Linked DNA regions of Zea mays: all the other regions are linked to region 3. The links are chromatin contacts, called in public Hi-C maps. All regions are on one chromosome and are shown on one strand. The core of a region is the stretch at or near the end of the contact, and the rest is flanking DNA. Distances in the headings are between cores, read along the strand shown. Region 1 holds the start of LOC103634616 (ribosome biogenesis protein BMS1 homolog). Region 2 holds the start of LOC100282043 (photosystem II 11 kD protein). Region 3 holds the start of LOC100273146.

Evidence for each region. Hi-C and Micro-C count contacts between places; a contact is called where the count stands out from the background.
Region 1: a contact with region 3 is called in a Hi-C map of tassel, with 4 times the contacts expected there. The contact joins the promoter of LOC103634616 here to the promoter of LOC100273146 in region 3. A contact is called at or near these places in 7 of 25 Hi-C or Micro-C datasets (bundle sheath, ear, endosperm and 2 more).
Region 2: a Hi-C map of tassel shows a contact between it and region 3, with 1.7 times the contacts expected there. The contact joins the promoter of LOC100282043 here to the promoter of LOC100273146 in region 3. A contact is called at or near these places in 2 of 25 Hi-C or Micro-C datasets (ear and tassel).

What each region holds. Positions count from the first base shown.
Region 1 is chr1:55,474,369-55,477,068 of Zm-B73-REFERENCE-NAM-5.0, reverse strand. It overlaps LOC103634616 (ribosome biogenesis protein BMS1 homolog), which reads right to left and starts at 1,326. Exons shown (of 18, transcript XM_008657139.4): 1 at 958-1,326; 2 at 712-858; 3 at 545-635; 4 at 322-440. The coding sequence starts at 1,098.
Region 2 is chr1:55,550,626-55,553,739 of Zm-B73-REFERENCE-NAM-5.0, reverse strand. LOC100282043 (photosystem II 11 kD protein) reads right to left here and starts at 1,734. Exons shown (of 1, transcript NM_001154956.2): 1 at 962-1,734. The coding sequence starts at 1,689. The coding sequence ends at 1,177. It overlaps LOC100273759, which reads left to right. Exons shown (of 7, transcript NM_001354805.1): 7 at 1-345. The coding sequence ends at 123.
Region 3 is chr1:55,149,237-55,152,174 of Zm-B73-REFERENCE-NAM-5.0, reverse strand. It overlaps LOC100273146, which reads left to right and starts at 1,474. Exons shown (of 7, transcript NM_001147593.1): 1 at 1,474-1,815; 2 at 1,944-1,994; 3 at 2,450-2,671. The coding sequence starts at 1,564.

The DNA.
Region 1 (2,700 bases), core at 77-2,576, 330 kb before region 3:
CAATACAGCTAATTGCACTCATCAGTGTAATTTAAAGTCAAGACTATCGTACCATGTGGGTTAACACTGTTGAATACTAGACCATGATAAAAGAACTACACATATCGTCATATACTCATATTAGAGTATCTGAAGTTCCCAACAGAACGTTTAGCCAAACATATAGCAGGGTGAAAGAAGTCACATCAGAAGATCTTCTAAGGTATGTTTAAAGGGAAAGGGGAGGTATTTGAAGTCTTCTACACGTGTTTACTAGAAAACTTAACATAGCTACATAGTAAACTGGTCAAAATTTTGAAAATAGAAATATGCAAAACACACCATTTCAAATCCATAGCTTCCATCAATAAGCAATAAAGCGAGATCGGCTATTTTAGCAGCATCAATCATTCCATTGATATCATTTGGACACTCTACGAACTGTACCCTCCTACTTTTACCTGCACCCAACAAACAAACGATAAGTTTACCATCTTCACAGAAATCTAGCATTACTCCATTATGTTTTGATTTTCAATGTACAGTATGCAAAGGGTTCCTTAACCTGATACAACAGTGATGGGGCCACGAACTTCGGGCAAGTTTTGCTTGGTGTAGTGCTTTACCAGACATTTTATCAACAGTGACTTCCCAACCTAATAAATTTGAGGTGAAGCGATGATGAGATAGAGTAGAACATTAACAATCAGCTGTGCAGATTGCAGTGCATACCTGTGGAGGTCCTTGAACTACAACAACAAAAGGAGGAGGTTCACCGATGGAACGGTCCATAATTGGCACATGAAGACGCCGTTGTTCAATCTCAGCTGATCGAGCTTGTAGACGTTTCGCCTTGGCTGCTGACTGAAATGCAAAAGCCTGAAAGAATGGCAAGGTCGTCTGATTAGAACAATGCTTCCAGAATCATGTCGCCCGAGCAGGTGCCACGGACGTGACTTGCTCGAATCTGTATCATACCTTGGGGTTCTTCTGCTGCCCCCCTGCGTCATCGCCGGCGTCGCCCTTGCCCTTGCCCTTCTTCTTCCGCGCCTTGGCGCCGGACTTGTGTTGGCGGTGCGCCTTGTGCGGCTGCTCGCCGCCGCCGTCCGCCGGAGCCATGGGGCTACCTAGGGCTCCCGCCTCCTACTTAAAAAGAAGCTAACTTCTTTTGTACGCAGCGGCTGAGGAAGAGGGTTTGCGGCGGTAGGCCTTGCCGCCGCTGCCGGGAGGGAGACTGGCAAGGGTTTAGGGAGGCGGCGTCTCTGGAAAAGAATTACGTAACCCAAGTCCTTTGCCCGAGAGAGCAAACCTGCGCTTGCCGCCCCCACGTGAGAGTCCGAATCTCAAAGCTAAAACTCCAGCATGGGCCTTGGGCCGTATTCTATGCCACGCTCCTACTAGCAGGTCAGGAACGTAGGCAAGCAGGAATTCTAGCAGACGTCATCGCAGGTCACGAACGAACGAGTGAAACCTTGCCCGGCGCCGCCCGTAAAACGAACAGCCTGATCATCCCGGCGGCAGCAACCTCCAGTCGCGCGCACAGTGACGGCCTGGCATCGGTGTATTTTTTTATGTTTGGTTGCTGCCTAGCACAAGGCCGGACATCAACGATTATTTAGGGTTTATTTATTTTAGCTTATAGATTATATAATTTAAAAGATAATCTAAATTATTTATTATAGATTATAATTTGTCGATATTATAATCTGTATGTAACTGTTTGGATGACCAGATTATATAAATGAAGATTATTGATTTCTTCGACACAAAGTTAAAGACAACAATACCCGACCGTGCGTGTGATTTGGGGAAAAAAGAAAAATAGGAGAGGTTGTAATTTTATAAACATAACCATGGGTAGTGGGTCATTTGCTAAAAATAATTTTAAATAAGCTACTTTTGATGAGATTATGAGATTATCATAATCTGGACTTTAGATTATATAATCTAGACCCATAATCTATATGTTTGTTTAACTACTGGTTTATTTACGTAAGATTATATAATTTGGACATATTATAATTCGGAATAAACAGGACCTTAAAGCCTTTCTAAAAGCAATGCCCCGAAAAAACCTAAAACATTTTTTAGATCAATGTGTTGCATTAGTAAAGTCAATTACGATGGTATTCTCGGCCTCGAGTCATCATCTGTGCTGGTGGCACAAAATACCAGTAAGCATATAAGCCATGTAATTGCCAACAATCAAGACTTTTTAAGAATTTCGAAATTTGTGTATTGTTATATATATCAGGGCTCATATTGTATTGTAGGTCCATATGACCTGTGAAGACAGGACACTATATATGTCCATATTCTCTCCTACGATTGTGCATTCTTCCCTCAAATCTTCTCAAGGTAACTATTCTAACATGGTATCAAAGCAGGAATTGGTCTAATTAAGACACGTGATCCACTTTTTTCGCCGGTGTTGCGTTTCCGTCATCACGTCTGCCTTTGCCTCTGACAGTTCTTCCATCTCGGGGCTCAGCCGCACATCCTCTTCAGCCCCCGACGCATGTCCGCCTCTCGTCGTGGTCACCCATCGAGTCGACCCCCAATGTTGGTCGCCTCATCGCCCGACGCTCGCCCGCATCATCTCCGACGACCGTCCACTCGTGCCTGTCCACCTCTCAATGTTCGTCCATTTGTGTATGTCTGTCTCGTCCGTTTGCACCTCCTACCTCGGCCATCCGTCTGGCACCTGTCCGCCTTGGCTGG
Region 2 (3,114 bases), core at 485-2,984, 400 kb before region 3:
TGGACGAACATGCCCGTGCTTGATTCTCCGGTGGCCAGCCCTGTTGCGGCCAACAGCAACTTTGTGGGGTTCAGTTATGTGAGGCCCGCACCGTTCCTCCAGAAGCCGAGTCCACTTGGCTAAAGAACTACTTCCGTGATCTGATATCTAACCCGGAGTTCAAATAACTATCTTTGAGTCTGAATCCTATGTATTTCTTCAAGACATTAGTGATGGGAATCTAACCTTATTGTTGTGTTGTGGGTAGGCCAGCCAAGCGCCTATTGCTTGAGAACAACAGCTTGGCAAGTGACAATGTGCAATATTGCCAGAAGTTCTTATTGAAGCGCCATAATAATTCTCCTACGTCAATTTGAACTTGCTCGGTCTATTCAATTGTGGCCTTATAATGCAATTTCATTCTCTGGTCTAGTTGCCGTTTTTGTTTCCGTATTCCTTATTTATCCATTCGTGGTTCTTTGGCCTAGTTTTGGCGTAGCAGCTATAATTCGGTTTATCCTTTTCTTCCAAAGATTTCATAATTGGGCGTTGAACCTATTTTATTAGGGGCAGCTATGCTATGCGCTGTCCACGGGGCTACGTAGAAAACACTTTCGAAGATGGAGAAGTTTGTTTGGTTTCAAAAGGACTTGTCACATGGCCAAATTGTTGTTTGCTTGCCCTATGAACACAATGTGCAGGATCGGGCAGTTTTCCCACTGCCAGCAAGAAAAGGCGGAACATGCGGTGCGCCCCGTCCCCGTCCCCCTACCTCACGCATCCACAGGTGTCCCCCTCATGCCGATCAGTACCTCCGATTAACTGGCATTGTCTACGCGGCTACGCCAAATGTATGAACAAGATAACGCGCATTGGCAACGCCAAGAACCAAGAATGGCAGCCAGCAGGATAACCGATGGACAACTCCCAGTCCCATCCATGCATAGCTGATTCAGAAGTCTTGCAAGATCGATACACAATGTGATACTCTCAGAAGCTCGGTAAATTTTTACTCCAGTCACAGTCACAGGACGCGCTCCCATCGGACCGAAAACACAGCTCGCATCACGTACGAATGCATGCATATATATATACTACACCGCAGTAGTTACAAAATGGTAGCGTTGTCGCTGAGAGCTGCGTTCCTGCCACCACGGCGACGGCGATCGCCATGGCCGGGCTTCGCTGGGATTTGGCCTACCTGCCGCGGAGGAGTGCCTTCTCGGCGGTGTCCATCTCCTCGAGGATGCGCGCGCGGCGCTTGGCCGGGATGGGCGCCGTGGGGCCGAAGCTGATGTAATGGCCCGACACGGCGTTGAGCGCCGAGTACATCTCCCGGAACGACGGCCGCCCCAGCAGCGACTTCTCCCGCCGGTACTTGGCCACCCACGAGTTGGACAGCTCCCGGAGCTCCGCCACCGCGTCCGCCACGCTCGGGTCCGACTTGTCCAGGTTGATCGTCGACCGCACCTTCCCGATCACCTCCTTCGTCTCGCTCACGTATTCCTCGTCCGCCGCACGCGCCGCGCCGCACACGGGCCCCAGCGCTAGCAGCAGCGCCGCGCCCAGCCCGGTCCCGGCAAGCACTTCGCGCCTGCCCGTGCTGCCGCCATTCGCTGCGCCACGAGGCAGAGGCTTTACGACTACGGCGGCGGCGGAGGAAGGGGCGGCGAGGACGGCGCCAGCCACGGGGGACGACGTGGCCCTCATCTCTACTGGCGTGAGCTCGGCGGAACAGGGAGCAAAAGCGAGGACAGTGACCAGCGAGATAGCTTTTGGTTTGTGGGCAAAACCGAGACTGGGAGAGCGACACGTCAGCTTATCCCCTTATCCCGACTACCCTTCTTGAGGCTGTGAATGGGCTCCCAAGATTTCGGATAGGGCGGCCATGGTGCATGGCAGCAACACGTTTTTTTATCGAACGCGCAGTGCATCTTTATATTAAAAATGAAAGGAGACAAACTCAAAGGATTTTACATGCAGAGATCCTGCCAAAAGAACAAAAAAGAAAAGAAAAATGTAACACCTTAAATCTATCAAATGAAAACAATCCAATTTGAATTGTTAGTTTTCAGTAGAAAGGAAAAAAATACTTATGTTCAAAAAAATGAAATGGTGATATAAATAAAATGAACAATTTCTTGGTTAGAAAATTTTTTATAAAATGTTTGAATGCATTCATGTCGAAACATTATTTTTATAAATTTTTTTATTTCTGTGAAAATCACACAAATCAGCATAAATGCAAAATTCGTCAAATCGTCGCAGCCGGAGGAATGTGCCGCTTTATAAAACCTAACCCGTACGAACCCTTTCATCTTCCTCCGCATGTAAGCCCCACGATATCCAGATTCTCATGACAGCTAGATTATCTACGAATCCAAATTCTCAGAAAAGATCTTCAGAAAAAAGCTGAACCAAACAGGCCCTTAGTTTTATGCCCGGAAGATCAACCATGGAAGCCATGTTCTTAATAAGACAAGCGATGGAGCAGTATAGGAAACATAAGGACCTACACAAGTTTTTTGTTGACTTGGAGAAGGCTTACGACAAAATACCAAGAAATATTATGTGGTAAGGCTGTCTCCAGCAACGTCCCCCTAAATTTCATCCTCTAAAGAAACATTCTCTGTCCTTAACAGCTACCTCTAAAAAATTATGTCCTCTCTATCTTTTTCTTCTTCAACAATGTCCTCTAAATTCAGTCCTCTATATCTACAATATTAACATAATACATAAACTACCATATTTATTCATTGATTTTCATATATTTCAATTGGTTCTAACGTACGACATTTAAATGATGAAATTAATAATTTTCAATACTACAAATTTGTGAATGTATAAATTAACAAAAATTGGACGCTGGTATGAGCATTTCGTCATATGAGCATTTAAAATTAACAAAATATATTCAAGATAGAGTGAGATATAGAAGTGTAAAAAAAAAGAAAATCGATTCATCAGACGGAACATGAGTCCCTAATTCCGAATCAAGAGATTTGTTGCGGAATCTGTCAGTTAAGTAAACTAATAATATTAAGAACTAGATCATCTAACCCTATTGAAAAATGAAATTGGATTTTCGGGAGAATTTTGAATAACAGTTTTTGGACGCTGGTAAGAGCTCTAATA
Region 3 (2,938 bases), core at 225-2,724:
AAGGTTGGCCTCGGAACGAGTCGTGATTGCGTCTCTCGCCCGAATTTAGCATCAACATCAACTGCCCCCGTCCTCGGCTACCTCATCCCCCGCCCCGACCTCCTCAACCTCGCCGTCGTGCCGCTGCAGCCGGTCCTGAGGTTCCCGTCGGTGGTGGACCTCCCGACATTCAAGACTCGAGGCATGGAGGGGGGAGGGGGCTGGAAGCCTAGAATCACGAGGATGGAAGGAGCATCGACGTTGGGGCGAGGTTGGGCGCGTCGGCGTGCAATCGATGTTGGAAAATAACGCGTGTGGCGAGGAAGGAAAGAGCGCACAATGTTGTTAGAGACGATGGCTTGGGAGGGGGCATGGAAGGAAGGCGCGCACATGGTTAGAGTCAGACGGGGTTCGAGTGGGGCATGGAAGGACCTGTGTGGACCAACCGTGTGGACGCGACCGATAGGGGGCGCGCGGGGGGAGGGAGGGTATGAACGCTAACGCTAAACTTTTAATATAGTAGTATAGATATAGATGGGGTTACAGTTAGGTATCAGTAGCTCAAAATGGATAGGTACATTCTTAAGAGGCGTCCGGGTATGAATCTCTAGATTGACCCTGTTTTCGTCACTTCTTTTCCCTCCACGTGTCCCATATCTATTTTAAATACAGGGTTATAAGAAAAACAAGTCACTTCATCAAATACCATAATCTAAACATTTAATATAAACAAATAACATAAACTAGAAAACAACAAAATAAAATTTATGGATAACAACCAGGTTTAATCTACATTTGAATCTAAACATAAAACCTATCATTATAACTTAATCATAAAACATATGCATCGACATGTCGCATACAAATCAAGAGCAGAAACTAAATATGCGTTTGTAAATGTAAATAACCTATATAGATAACTTACTAGGGATGCAAAATACAACTAACATAGACTAAATCAATGCATATAAATTGAGAAGGAGAGGGAGATACCTGCTCTCGAATATCTAAAAAAATGTTCAAACTTCCAATATGGAATCAATAGACCAATAAATGTTGGAAGGATTGGGGATAGTAAGATAGAAAGAGAGAGAAAAAAATGGAGGATGGGCGTGGACAGGCGTAGGACAGGGAAAAGAAGTATCTAGATAGGTGTTGGACCTCAGTACTAAGATTTGTGGCAACGATCTTACCACCATAGGTTATGGCATCAAAGTTGGAGTAGAAGCTATAGGTCATGCCGCCACCGACTCTAGGGTCAAAAAATGATTTTAATTACTATAAATCTAAACGTGAAATTTTAATAAAAATGGAACTACAATTTAAAAGGGCGCGCGTGTATGTGTGGCTCGACATGGGCCGGCCTACGCCGTATCATATTTTGAATGTGAAAATCAGGCCCACAAAACGGCACTCGAGCACACTAATTCACCGAGTGGCTTCGACAAAATAGCCTACCAGTGTCGTCCCAGCCGCCGTCCCGTCCCGTCCGCCGTCAAACGTCATCCGAATCCGCGCCGCGACCAGCGAAGAAGGTAGGAAGCATCCGGAACGGAGACGCGCCTCCTGCCTCGCCTTCCTCCCATGGCGCCGCCCCTCGCCGCCGTCTCATCGTCGTCGCCCCTATTCTCTCCTTCATCGTCCCGCCCCATCCGCCGCTGCCACGCACCTCCTCCTTCTATCTCCTTCCAGACGCGGGGACGCTCGCCCACGGCGGCGGCGGCAGCTGAGTCTTCTGTCAGCACGCTTCTCGAGGTGCGCGGACTCACCGCATCCGTGAAGGAGACTGGGCAGCAGATCCTCGCCGGCGTCGACCTCACCATCCGCGAGGGCGAGGTTCGTGTGGGCAGCTCGTGGAGTCGTCGGCTGCAATTTTATTGGCGGCTTGTTGTACGTATATTGCTTAATTGGGACTGCAAGGGATCGACTGATGCTAGTTTTATGCCTGTGTTTGACTGTCATAGATTCATGCGATTATGGGGAAGAACGGCTCCGGCAAGAGCACCCTCACAAAAGTAAGGAACTTCTGTTGGATGCACATATTTTTTCATGTTATATTTGGAACCATATCAGTCGATTGAAAAATAGGACAATTGTCTTCGGGCATGAAAGAATATAACATGTCAGTAAGGAGCTTTTGTTATATTTGGAACCATATTAGTAAGGAGCTTTTGTTCATCCTAGTTTTCTCTATGTTAGCCACCAACCGTAGGCCTACCCTACTGCTGTATTGCTATTGCAGTAAAATTTTGCTTTGGTAAAAATTGCTGCACTAGGCAGGATGGGCTTACACGTGTAGTAAAACAGTACTAACACCATCCTGTTAGTTCAGTAAGCTAGCCCTGCATACCTTTCTAATAAAGTTTATAAGCAAGGATATGGCCTAAATACAAATTGTAAAAGACCGTGCTCTTTGGTCTTTGCTCTGGTACCTGCTCATTAAACTGAATTTTTCACCTTTGCCTTGCAGGTTCTCGTTGGCCATCCTCATTATGAGGTAACTGGTGGTACCATTCTCTTCAAGGGTGAGGACCTGGTTGACATGGAGCCAGAGGACAGATCTCTAGCAGGCCTTTTCATGAGTTTCCAAGCACCTATTGAGATTCCTGGAGTCAGCAATTTCGATTTTCTGCTCATGGCTGTGAATGCTCGCAGAGAAAGGAGTGGTCTACCAGCATTGGGGCCCCTTGAGGTAAACTTCACAATTATATGCGCCAAGATACACTGTCAATTTTCACAAGAGATAATTATAATTTTAAACTGTTTTAATATAATTATTATACAACATAATGATCTTTAGTACTGATGTATCGTATAATAGGCAGGAAAGGGATGAGCGTAGCCAGTAGTTGTTTTGTTTTGGTTCATTTCATTATTGGTTCCAAATGGAGCTTTCCTTGCCATATTGACGGTAGCATTATGGTTCTCTCTTCTTTATGTTTTTTTGTTTTCGAATGTC